Linked DNA regions of Rattus norvegicus: region 1 is linked to region 2. The links are chromatin contacts, called in public Hi-C maps. All regions are on one chromosome and are shown on one strand. The core of a region is the stretch at or near the end of the contact, and the rest is flanking DNA. Distances in the headings are between cores, read along the strand shown. Region 1 holds the start of Nacc2 (NACC family member 2). Region 2 overlaps Nacc2 (NACC family member 2).

Region 1 (2,700 bases), core at 47-2,546, 54 kb before region 2:
CAGGAAAGCATCATCGCTGGTGCTTCCTGCCGGCTTGCTTAGCCAAGTTACTTCTAGCTCAGCCACGTGTGGTAGAGGGTCTCCAGCATGTAGACTCTTGCTCCTTTTCCTCAGTTTCCCTGAATATAGCAGACAGCCATCAATAGGCTGACAGTGTGGGGGTCGGGGTTTGGACCTGGGACCAAATTTAGATTTAAGTGGGGTTCTGGGGAAAGTTATAAGGTTCCATATACTTTTTCCTGGTGGGCTGAGCTACTGTGTGTGTGTGTGTGTGTGTGTGTGTGTGTGTGTCTTTGTGAGTGTGTGTGTGTGTCTGTGTGGTCAGGGTAGGGTTTGGGGTGTAGGAAGTGTTTTCTAGAAGCAGAGCTGAAGCCAAGTTTAGGCTACGAGTCAGTTATGACCACAAAGCATGGACAAAGATTGAAGCCAGGGTCTGAGATGCTCTGCCAAGCAAATGCCTAATAATGACCTTAGCCAGCAGTTAAGGTCTTGGGAGGGATGGGCCAACTTTTATTCACTTAATGCCCTTCCTCCCTAGTGACCTTGCTCATGACCTCTTTCCTGCTGCCATTCTTTCTGCAAGCACCCTTGTGTGAGCATAAGGTCAAAATGGCTGCGACCCTTGCAAGGTGCTAGTGCCTGAGCACTCACAAGGACTCAGGCTGGGAGGGCAATCAAGGGGGCTCCTGGTTACTTTGAGGTTGAGGTGCGTGGCCGGTTTTATTTCTAAGCACTTGACTTAAAACCAGATCTCTGTCCATGAGAACGTGGCCTCGAGCAAACAGAGAGCACAGTTGACCATGTCTGGAGACACTGACACGCCTGAAGCCTGAATCCCACTGGGCCTGAAGTACTGCCAGAGCCTCCTCTACATGGCTGTAAGTCGGTGGGCAGCAGGCACCAGGGCCCGGTGGTACTTATTCCAAGGCTGCTCAGTCACGCAATTTCCCATCCAAGGCCGGTGGGTGCAAATGCGGCCACGGGAAATTAAAAGGTTGAGGCTCGGTGCCCCAGGTCCTATTCCTGTTCGGCCACTGATCCCATCCCCTTCGGTGCCCGGTGCAGTCTCGGACGCTAAGCGACCTGAAGGCACGGCGCAGCAACTCTCCAGATCTCCCACCCGACCCTTCTTGGATTCCCACTCCCGCGCCCACCTGGCGACGAGTGCGCGCGCGCGCGGTCGGCGCTCTGTCCCTTTAAACAGCCCGCGGGCGCCTCCCCCGCGCCCCGCCCCCGCCGCGGTGCGGCCGCCGGTGCTGGGCGAGGTCGGAGAAAGTCCGCGGGCGCCGGAGCTCGGGGACGCCGGAGCACTTCCTGCCGCGGGCGGCGCCGCAGCTGCCCAGGCCGGACTGGGCCGGGTGCCCGCAGGTACGGCCAACTTGGCGCGCGTCGCGCCGTTTCCGCCGCGGGCCAGTCGTCCCGCCCGCACTTCCCGCAAACTCCGCGGCGCGGCCGCCCAACTTGCGCACCCGCCGCCTGCCGCAGTGCCCGCCGCGCGCCCGGGGTGCGGCCGAGTGGGGCGCGGGCCGCGCTGAAGCTGCGCGCTGGCCCCAGGGCGGAGAGGCCGGCTCGCCGAGGTGTCCCGGCCCAAAGCCGGGCCCGAGCTCGGCGAAAGCTGGCACTCCGGGCGCGCTAGCGCCTTCCTTTCCCGTTGGGGTCGTCTGGCCACGGGAGACCCCGGTTCGTCCCGCACAGGAGGGGAAGCCCCGATGACACTGGCCTCTGGCCAGGGCGCAGGGGACACACCCCTCCTGGCCGGCCAGGTCAGAGGCAGCGCGTCTGCGCATCAGATTCGGCCCGCGACCGTCTTCCCTAGCTAGGTGGGCCGTTTGGTGCCAGTGGTCGTCACTGCCTCCCTTTCTCCGGTGCCAACTCCAACTTTGAGAGACACTGGGTTTCGCTGCAGTGGGAGGGGGCTCTTGGCTTGTCCCTTTTTCTACATCTCAAAGTTGTTCATGTCTCCGGACTCTTCTCCAAGAAAACTCAAGGGTGTGTGGGCTGAGGGAGGTGAGATTGGCAGTCTTCACGGTTTTTTCGCTCGAGGCTGGGACTCGGTTCCCGCTTCTCTTGTGCATATGTTACAGGAGCCTTTGGGGTCGCCTCAGCCCTGCATTTCATGGGCAGATCTGTTCCGCGCTGCTTATTGCTGATCTCCTCCTGGTGCTTCTTGAACCCTAGGGTTTGTGCCCCCCCCCCCCCATTTTGCTCCCGGGAGCTGACCTCACCGGCACACCCACTGTGCCCTACTCCCTCTCCTTGGAGATTCTGGATGGAGGTGTTTGTTGGGCCCTATATTAGCTTTCAGGTGTAGCTCTGAGGAGTGTTGCGGCTGAGTCCGTCTAAGGTGGAGGGGGCTGGGCCATGATCCTGGCTGGCCTGGCTGGGTTCTTGGTCCAGTAAAGCCCTTCCTTCTAAGCAATTCATGTGCATATTCGTGTGTGCGCGTTCATGTTCTGGTCCTCCCTGGTGCAGCCCTCTGGTCCTGCTCTTCTGCCTCTGGTTTCCTTTTCTGTCCTAGTCTAGAAATTCTTGACTGCTACTCCCTTTTGTTTCTGTCTTGATGAAGGGTGAGAGCAGGATGTTCCATGGTGCCCTGCACACTGTGGTCTTTAAAGACGATGTCCTGGGAGGGTTAGCTGTGACTTTTCATTGCACAGTTGAGGGGACAAAGCGCGTTCAGCTACGGGGTGGACAGCCAAC
Region 2 (2,700 bases), core at 48-2,547:
CAGGCCTGGCTGGTGTTGGGCAGGAGTCGGGGGCACAGTGCTCTGTGGAAGATCAGGCATGTGAGGGGCCCCCCTTGCCTGGGTACACAAGCAGTATCTCCCACACCCTGCCTTCCTGCCATCAGTTACCGAGGCCTCCCCTGCAGGCTGCCTGCTCTTCATCGCTGTAAATCCGTGGACCCAAGACCGCTGTGTTCAGGTGGCGTCCTTTACGGGAATGACCGTTAGTGCCACGCTGAGGCCTGCAGAGGTGGACCATGTTCGTTTTTCCTGGTCTCCCACTTGGAGCCTCCGTGACACCGGTTTCCCAGGTGGCTCCCAGTGTGAATTCACCAACACCACAAGGATGCCAGGTTCCACCTTTATCAGCACACAGCCTCATGGCTTCAAAGAACGGGATAGGATTCCATTGTGGTTTCAATGTGCATTTCCTGATGGAATGTTAAGCCAGCGCTTTCCCAGTGCAGGTTCTCTTCCATAAATCCTTCTACATGGGGCATGGTTCTGTTTTTAAATGTTTATTTATCCATGTGTGTGGGTGTACATTGGCACACCAGAGGGGATATTGGAATTCATGGGATTATGGTTAGAGCTGTGTGTTATGGTGATAGCCAGTTGTGAACCACCATGTGGGTGCTAGGGACTGAACTCAGGACCTCAGGAAGAACAGCCAGTGCTTTAATCCCTGCGCCATCTCTCCAGGGTTTGTGTTGTTCTCCCTGTGTAGCTCTGGCTGTCCTGGAACCTGTACTCTGTAGACTGTGCGGGCCTTGAACTCAGAAATCCACCTGCCTCTGCCTACTCACACGGCTGTTTGTTTTTGTTTCGAAGTGTTGAAATTTTCTTTCTTCCCTCCTGTCTGTAGCCACCCTGCTTCTTCACACAGGATTTGGTTTTGTTTCGTTTTTTGTTTCCATTCTGCAAACCTCACGTTTCTGCTTCTTTTAAGGATTTGTACAGACTGAGAGCTGCCCTGGCTTGGTTTGGGGTGGCTGTGAGAGGCCTGGGCCTGCTCTGCTGACTGGTTGACTGGCGTGGTCTGTGGGGCTCTGTGATGAGCTGCCTGTCTGACTGCCCCGTGCTCTTGATGACTCAGCTGTATAGGTACAGGGAGTCTTCTGAGGTGTGAGTCAGCCGTTTTCTCTAACCCCGGGCTCCTTTACTCCACTCATAGTTAAGACTAAGGTTTGTTTTCCGATTCTGAATTTCGAGGGGGTGGTGTGTGCATCTAGTCTGCGCAGTAGCTCTGACCTGAGTGGCTCTGCCCACTGGCAGCCGTCTGCATTGGCCTGGTTTCCTGATGGGGTTCCAGCAGTGGGGTTGTCATGCTGCTTCTGAAAGGGAATCCAAGGGCGTTTGTGGATGGGGTAGGAGAGGCTGGGGAGAGGGAAGCTCCTGCTGGTACCCTCCCCAGGGCAGATCCTGTGGGGAGAAAACAGTCAATGGGATCCATCCGCCTTCCATGCCGCCTACTTTCCTCTGCCGCCTTCTGGTGCTGGCAAAGGCACCCAGGGCCTTATCCCAGCTAAACATGCTCCACCACTAAACTACACCCAAAGTACTTTCTTTGCTGCTGCTCCTTTCCTTTTTCACACACGGGACCTCATGAAGTTGACCCTTAATTTGCTATGTAGCTGAGGATGACCTTGAGTTCCTGATGGTCCTGTCTCTGCCAAGTGTCAGGATCACAAGCTCGAGCCACCATGTCCAGCCACTGCCTCCTCCTTTTCAATGTGCTTATAGTACCCTGTGATAATTTGCAGTCATTTTCAGTGGCATCTTTATACTGTTCAGCCATTGCTCTTATCCACAGAACTCTTCCCAAACTGACAGCTTCCCTACACAACATCCACATTTTCTTCTTGATTCTATGGGGTTTGATAACTGACTTAGCCGCCTTCCTGGGTGGCCACGTTAAGGGTCCTGGAATGCTACCCACAGTATCATGTGACCACAGGTATCCAGTTTGCTTCCGTGGTGTAACCCAAGGGAGATAGGTCACCGATCCTGGAGACGCCTGAGTGTCTAGGGACACCTATAGCAGAGCTTTCTGCCAAGACTAGGAAGTGACTCCACTTCAGCCAGTGGTCAGTCAGCTTTTCATAGCTAACCATGTCTCTCGTGCCCTCGCCCTACCGTGCTCGGTCCTAGAAACCAGAGCCTTGTCACCTGGCCTGGGAAATGTGGAAGTGACATTGATACCACTGGGACCAGTCCTGAATGATGGGAGACTTAAGTCTCCTGGTACTGAGACGGGGACACAGGAAACCTCATGTGATCACAGGATCTCCCCTCAGCTCACAGTCCTCTTGGGGGAGGGGGATGGCACAGGGATGACTAGACAAGACTTCCAGCACACCCTGATACTATCAGAACCCACTGAGGTCTGTGTGTGTGTGTGTGTGTGTGTGTGTGTGTGTGTGAGAGAGAGAGAGAGAGAGAGAGAGAGAGAGAGAAAGAGAGAGAGGGAGAGAGAGAGAGAGAGACCGAGACAAAGAGAGAGAGAGAGACAGAGACAGAGAGAGACAGAGACAGAGAGAGACAGAGACAGAGAGAGAGAGACAGAGAGAATGTGTGAATGTCCAGTCTCCTCTGGGAGTAATTCTCTAGAGTCGGATATAACACCACCCTGTAGCCTAGGTGGTGATTGAAGCCACTCAGGCTTGTGATGTGGGGACTTGGGGAAGGGACGGGGCACTC

What was found. Hi-C and Micro-C count contacts between places; a contact is called where the count stands out from the background.
Region 1: a contact with region 2 is called in a Hi-C map of psoas muscle, with 2.6 times the contacts expected there. The contact joins the promoter of Nacc2 here to the enhancer-like site in region 2. A contact is called at or near these places in 2 of 12 Hi-C or Micro-C datasets (liver and psoas muscle) and 1 of 1 datasets of contacts at active chromatin or transcription factors (oligodendrocytes).

The regions. Positions count from the first base shown.
Region 1 is chr3:29,343,370-29,346,069 of GRCr8, reverse strand. Nacc2 (NACC family member 2) reads left to right here and starts at 1,296. Exons shown (of 6, transcript NM_001100533.1): 1 at 1,296-1,368. LOC103691752 (a long non-coding RNA gene) reads right to left here and starts at 1,283. Exons shown (of 4, transcript XR_001837060.2): 1 at 1,155-1,283.
Region 2 is chr3:29,289,533-29,292,232 of GRCr8, reverse strand. All of the region lies in intron 2 of Nacc2 (NACC family member 2), which reads left to right. Among named protein-coding and RNA genes, the nearest start is that of Ubac1, 45 kb to the right of the region's middle. Within about 2 kb of position 1,297, at least 29 of the 93 cell types and tissues checked have an H3K27ac peak or open chromatin away from gene starts, as enhancers often do.